Linked DNA regions of Oryctolagus cuniculus: region 2 is linked to region 1. The links are chromatin contacts, called in public Micro-C maps. All regions are on one chromosome and are shown on one strand. The core of a region is the stretch at or near the end of the contact, and the rest is flanking DNA. Distances in the headings are between cores, read along the strand shown.

What was found. Hi-C and Micro-C count contacts between places; a contact is called where the count stands out from the background.
Region 2: a Micro-C map of ear pinna shows a contact between it and region 1, with 6 times the contacts expected there. The contact joins two enhancer-like sites. A contact is called at or near these places in 3 of 6 Hi-C or Micro-C datasets (ear pinna, psoas muscle and an unstated tissue).

The regions. Positions count from the first base shown.
Region 1 is chr11:55,784,515-55,787,786 of mOryCun1.1, reverse strand. No RefSeq gene overlaps it. Among named protein-coding and RNA genes, the nearest start is that of KRT5, 45 kb to the right of the region's middle. Within about 2 kb of position 1,721, at least 1 of the 8 cell types and tissues checked has an H3K27ac peak or open chromatin away from gene starts, as enhancers often do. A contact at or near this core is called in ear pinna, where this site is marked.
Region 2 is chr11:55,981,929-55,985,200 of mOryCun1.1, reverse strand. No RefSeq gene overlaps it. Among named protein-coding and RNA genes, the nearest start is that of KRT78, 17 kb to the right of the region's middle. Within about 2 kb of position 1,465, at least 3 of the 8 cell types and tissues checked have an H3K27ac peak or open chromatin away from gene starts, as enhancers often do. A contact at or near this core is called in ear pinna, where this site is marked.

The DNA of each region.
Region 1 (3,272 bases), core at 472-2,971:
GTGCAACACCAAATTGTAGAGGAGAGGCCCGGCCAGCTCAGGCTCTGAGCCCTCGTGTGCAGCCCCAGGGTTGGAGAGGATGCAGTAGCCACGGCAGACGGCATCCTTGTGCCGGTTTTCGCCTCTCACAGCTGTAACTTGGGATCTGGTCTCCCTGATCCTTTGCTTTCTCATCTGTGACGTGGGAACAGTTACGTCCCAGGGTTGGTGTGAGGAGAATGATTCTAAATGCGCAGCCTGGGACCCCGGGCAGGACAAGCCCTAGACGAATGCAGAGCGGGCCCACGGTCACTCCTCGTTCCATCTCATTCCCTTCTCTGGCTCTCGGAACCCACATTCTTTCCCAGAAACCTCTCTGCTATGGCTGTGGGCTCCTCTGAGCCCTCCGTGGCTCCTTATTGTGATGCGGGTCCTCCACTCTGGCTGCCGACTTCCCTGTCTCCTTTCCCATAGCCAGGAGCCACTGTGCCTCTTGCTCCCTGGAGGGCGGCATTGCCCCCCACTCTCTGGCTGCAGCCTCCAGGTTCACTCCACAACCCGCCTCCTGCCACCGCTGGAAGCCCAGCCACACTCCCCAGGGGCCCCCACGGACACTCATGACTCTGGAGGGAGATGGGGACTGGGTCTCTGGCACCGTGTCCTTTGCCTCCTTCTTTTCAGGGCTGGGCTGTAGGGGGCGGGGAGCTAGCTAGCGCCAGGCACCGCCGAAGCCCACCTACCCAAGCCTCTGTTTCCAGGGCAGGTTTGCATCCTGGAGCTTCCACAGAGAGAGGGGTCCCTGGATGTGGCTGGAGTCCCTCCCTCCCAGCCAGGGCCTCTTTCTTGGCCACCAGCTTCGGGGGTCCGCCTTGCACTCTTTCTGCATCCCTTGTCCCCTCACCCCCAGTCTCTCCTGTCCATCAACCCCGTCTTCCCCAAGCCCTTTCTCCTAAAGCACCCTCTTCTTATTTCTCCATGCCCCACTGTGGTCTCTCGTTCCTCTCGATCCTCACATCACCTCTGGTTGCCGAGGACCCCTTGCCAGCTCCCTTCCTGAGTCTGTGCCCAGAGCCCAGCAGGCTTGGTTATAACGTGGGCACGGGGAGAGGGGTGCCATTGCCCCCCATCCCCACCCAAGGCAGGTGTCTCCTCCCCACCCCCATCCCTCCCCAGGCCTGGGCCATGTCCTAGGCTCGGGAGGGGCTGGGCTTCTTCCCGTTTGGACAGGGCTGGTGGGAGCTGGAGAGTGCGTCATTAGCAATGGCTAATTTTGCAGATGCACGGAGGGAGGGGTGGATCAAGCAGTCAAGGTCAAAAGAAGGATGCATTTTCGCCAGCTTGGTTTTCCAAAAAGAACCAGGGATTTCGACCAGGAGGAGGGGCTGGGGAGTGAGAAGACGCCTGCCTCGCCTCACACTTCTTCCAAAGGAGGAGGGACCGGCAAGGCTACCCGGCTGGGGGAAGGTAGTCTGCCCAGAGCAAGACAGCGCTTGCCTGGGACATAGCTGTGTGCACCTGGGCGAGGACCGAGGCAGGGGGTGGAGCTTTCCTCCTAAACAGGAGGGGAGAAGCAGAAGCAACAGGAGCTGAGCAGGGAGAGAGAGAGAGAGAGAGAGAGAGAGAGAAATGGAGGAGCTTGGTGGGGCCCAAGCCAGGTGTGCCGTAGGAGCAGCAGCCGGCAGACCCTGAGCCAGGCAGGGGAGCTGGGCAGGGCAGAGCCTGGGGTTGCTGGCGAGGCCTCTGCTCTGTCTTTCACAAGTGTCATCTGCACCAGTGTGGCCCCTAGCAGTGGACATTTTGGGAAAGTCCCTCAGCACGGTGTCTGGTTCTCAGTGTGGATGGAATTCAGTGCAAATCCGTGCCATCTGGCCACCTATTTTCTCTCTCTCTCTCTCTCTTCTTTCCTTCCTTTCTTCCTTCCTTCCTTCCTTCCTTCCTTCCTTCCTTCCTTCCTTCCTTCCTTTTCTCATTGTTTACTTTAAAAGTCAGAGTTATACAGAGAGAGAGAGAGATATCTTCCATCCGCTGGTTCACTCCCGAAATGGCTGCAATGGTCAGGGATGGGCCAGGATGAAGCCAGGAGCCAGGAGCTTCTTTGAGGTCTCCCATGTGGGTGGCAGAGGCCCAAGCACTTGGGCCATCTTCTACTGTTCTCTCAGGTGCATTACAGGGAGCTGGATCGGAAGTGGAGCAGCTGGGACTTGAACCAGCACCCATACAGGATGCCAGCATAATGGGCGGTGGCTTTGCTTCCTACGCCACAGTGCTGGCCCCTGCCTGTTTCCGTAATAACCTGAGGGTTACACGAGCATGTGTGAGCAGAAGGGGCACTCATGGGGGTAGAGGCAGACCAGGGAATTGCCTGGGGTCTCAGGGGCTTGGAGAGATGTGCCCCCCACCTTGAGCCCTAAGATCTGGGGAATTCGGCACCCGCTCCTCTGCCAGATGGTGGGTGAGGTTTGGGTGACCAGCTGCCCCGAAACTCCCGTGTCCTGGATAACCCTGCCCTCCCACCCAGCCAGCACAAGCCGTCGGTCACTCCTCCAAGGGGCGCTGAGCTCCTCCTGATGGCCCCGCCCGGGGTGCTAGCCCTTGTCTTCTGTGCCCAGAGCTGCCTGGCTGCTTCTTAGGAAAAAGTACAGCTTTTCCTCCCTGGCTCCACAGCTCCACCTGCTGGCAGTGATGGTTATGCCACCCCACCCCCACCACGCTGCTGTCCTATCTGGTTGGCCTAGACACTCCAGATGCCAGGGGTGTCAGGAGGGTGAAGGGTTTCCCAAGGGGAGCAGACTGTGGAGCAGGATGGAGAGGCAGGCTCCTTCACACCCTGGGGGGTGTCAGGCTTCTGCCCCAGAGCCACTGTGCTTTGTCCCAGGTCTTGTCCTTCAGGAATGAGCTTGAGAATCCTTCAATCTCCCTTCTTCCTCTCTGCTAATGACCTTCCTCTATGAATCTGGATGTCTTCTATGTGCAGGGACAGCCGGGAGGCCACAGGGCGAGAGGACAGGGGCCTGCATCACTCGCCCCAGACTCAGCAGAGGCCACACTGCTTGTGTCTGTGGGGTTCCTCCTGGCCGTGCTTTCTCTCTGCAGAAGGGGACTCTCAGCCCACCCCCTACCCCCAGGGATATTCCAGCCCAGGGTGAGGGGAGCTCAGCTCCTCGGGATCCTGCGGACACCAGTGTCACCCCCCGACTTCCGCTGTGCAGCAGAGCCCACTCTGACCTAGAACCCAGGCTCTACAAGCCTGCCCCCCAGGATCCCCGTGTGACTCTGCACTGCCTACGGCAGGG
Region 2 (3,272 bases), core at 216-2,715, 200 kb before region 1:
TGCACGGGGGTGGGGGGTGGAGGCCCCCGCGTCGGGCGGTGCCCGCCCCGCCCAAGCTCCTGTTCAGCTCCAGGGACAGGACGCCCTCATTTTCCCAACACGCCTCTGTCCCCAAAAGAAATCACCCCATCCTTAGTCCGCTGTCGCCTGAAACCAGGCCTGGCCTCTCCCCACGGCTCAGGGACCGCTCCCAGGAGTTTGGGTCCCATGTGGCTGGGTGGCAGGCACCGTGGCCTGGCCTCTGAGAGGTGGTCTTGGGGGCTGACAACGGTGGTCCTGTCCCTGGAGCTGAGCGCCAGGGGACTGGGTCTGGGCGCTTGGTTGCTAAGCAACAGAAACAGTCAGAAGGGCCGTCAGTGGCTGGGAAGACCCCCCCTCTGCCGGTGGGTAGGCCTGAGTCTTGCCCTCCCCAAGTGGGGGACATTGACAATGGTTCTCTCCAGACAGGAAGGGAGGACTCCCTGCTGCTGGCCAAGGCTGGGGAGACCCGGAGGTCACAGAGCAATTGTGCCTGGGACCACAGTGGGGGCACACCTGGGGCACCTCCTTCCTTCCAGGAAAGCCCTGGGTCTCAGGATGCCCCCCCCACCACGGCCCATCTTCTTCCCCCACAGTCCTTGCTGAGACTGTCTGCTCCTGGGGGCTGGGGCTGGAGACCACAGCAAGGAGGGTGTTTGATGGGGTGAAAGGGGGTGTCAAATCCCAGGGAACAGTGAGCCAGCCATGTGCCAAGGCTGCCCCCTGCTCCAATCCCCCAGCCTGGGCGGGCCACCTGGGACCTGCCTCATGGATTCTGGCTGATTTATCAGACAGCTTCCCGTAGAGGGGCATGAAGAAGCCAAATGGGTGGTCTCTGGGTTGTGGGACTGGGGGACTGGGGTCTTTGTCTCTTTAAAAGATTTATTTATTCCTTTGAAAGGCAGAGAGAGAGAGAGAGAGAGAGAGAGAGAGAGAGAGAGATTTTCCATCTGCTGGTTCAGTCCCCTAATGGCTGCACTAGTTAGGTCTGGGTCAGGCTGAAGCCAGGAGCCAGGAGCTCCATGTCTCCCATGTGGGTGCAGGGGACCAAGCACTTGGGCCATCTTCTGCTGCTTTCCCAGGTGCATTAGCAGGGAGCTGGATGGGAAGTGGAGCAGCCGGGACCCCACTGGCACTCTGATACGGGATGCTGGAGTTGCCACGACACTGGCCCCCGTGGGCTGGATCCTGGGGGCAGGTCGATGAGGCTTGCTCTGCTCCCCATCACAGAGCACACTGGCTGCTTCCAGCTCTGGGGACTGGACTCGGGGGTTGGCTGTGACGACAGGTGGCTTTGCTTACAACGCTCATGTTTGCAATGGAAATGGCCAAGGCCAGAGGAAGGCCCAAGTACCTTGCCAGGCTGGGGCCTTGCTGTCGTGCTGAGCAGCGGGAGCTCCGGGGCTGGTCTCCGCCAGCGGCTCGCCCACCTCCCTTCCCTGCTGCACGACAGCTGGACCCGCACTCCCGGAAGCCAGCTGGCCCTCAGGTGCCCTGCCGTGTGTCCTGGCAAAGGGTCCCTGGGGCACAGGAACGGCTCCTCCATTGCCCAGACCTTGCTTGCAGGTTTCCTGCCCTGCTTCTGTGTCCATCCGGGGCCTGGGTGAGGCAGCAGGGTGGGGCTCCTGCTTGGCAAGGCTCAATTTTGCTGGCTGGGAGTTTTTGAGGGTGCTAATTAAAAGGAACCACCCAGAGAGAATGACTTCACCTGTTCACACACACCCTTGCGCCCAGCCCTCTGTCCTGCCCGCGTTCACACGGCCCGGCCCAGGTGGGGTGGGCGCGCTTGTGTGTGTGTGTGTACAAGCACCCTGTGTTTCTGGCATTCTTCCCTCCCCCAGCCAAATACTGCACTCGCTGCATCTCCCTTGCTGAACTGGCTATGCAGAAAGAATGGGGGTAGTGGTGGAGGGGAGCTGGGGGGCCCTCAAGGGCCTCACTACAGTGGGGGAAGTCCTCCCCTGAGCTAGCCTCCGTCCTGCTAGCTGCAGCCCGTTCCCACTTGGCTTCTTCCCTTTGAGCTGGGTTTTTCTCTCCAGTTCTCCACAATCTTCTCTGCTCCTTAAATCCAACACCCCCTGCACCCCCCAACCCTGGAGCGAGATCACAATCCATCCATCTGTCCGTTTCTCTGCTGTGAGCTGCGGGGTGGTGGTGTAGAATTGGTGCTAGCCGGCCGGGCACTGCTCACTACCCCAGGGTCTTAAACAAACAGTCCCACTTGGGCACGGGGTACAGCCCCTGGTCCTGGCTGAGGGGGGCGGGATGTGGGTGTCTGGAATCTCTGGGGGATCTAGAGGGGGACAGTTCCAGGTTTCTGGCTGCCAGGGAGTACTGTGGCGCTCTGATGGCAGAGGCTGGGCGGCCCCAGCCGGCTTCGAGAGCCTCAGCTCCGCCTCCCTTCATTCTGAGATTGCCCTGTAGAGGTCGCCCTAAGCCAGGCTTCCTGCAGGCGGCCCAGGTCCAGGCTGTCTTCAGACTCCGGGTCCCATTTCAGACCAGCGTGGGGACTCTGGTCTCCCTCTAGGCTCCTCTAGCCTGCAGGGGTCCAGGAAAAGGGACAGAGATCATCTGTATCCCATATGCCCCCAAAGCAGCTGGAGCAAACAGCGTTGGTGGCCAGAGAATGTACATGCAAATAGCATGCAAACAAGCCCAGCTAGCCTGCCCTGGCCAGTGTGCCAGCAGGTGCTTGGGTCTAGGGTGGGGACAGGAGTGTGCCTCTTTCTCCCCCTCCGTGGGGGTCGGGCCCCTGTCTTTGCTGCCCCTCCCCACAGCTGACCATGGCTAAATGTTGAGATATGGTCCTCAGTGCTCACCACCACCTACAGAGGGGGACCAGACCACCACCCTCACTTGCTTATGGCTCCAGCAGGTGAAGTAAATGCTCACTTTTCCTGTCTGCAAATCAACACAGGTCTAGTGAGCTTGGAAAGAATGCACCAGGACTCCTGCCCACCCTCTCGGAGAGCAGGGTCTTCCAAAGGTCCCTGAGAAGGGGGCTCCGGTTGTGGTTTGGGCTAAAAGGGCTCTACAATGTCACACGTGGGAAGAGCCTGGCTCGGGGGCAGCCTGGTGCCACTGCTTGCTTCCTTTGTCCTCCCCTGGCTGGTTTAGTGTGCCAGCTTCAGGCAGTGGCCGCTGTGGGGGAGTGAGGCTAGCCCCTGAGCCAGAAGTGGGGATTTGGGACAGCTGTTCTTGGGACACTCCCTCTGCTTTAGCCGGGCTGCAGTTTGCCCCACCCCCTCATTGTG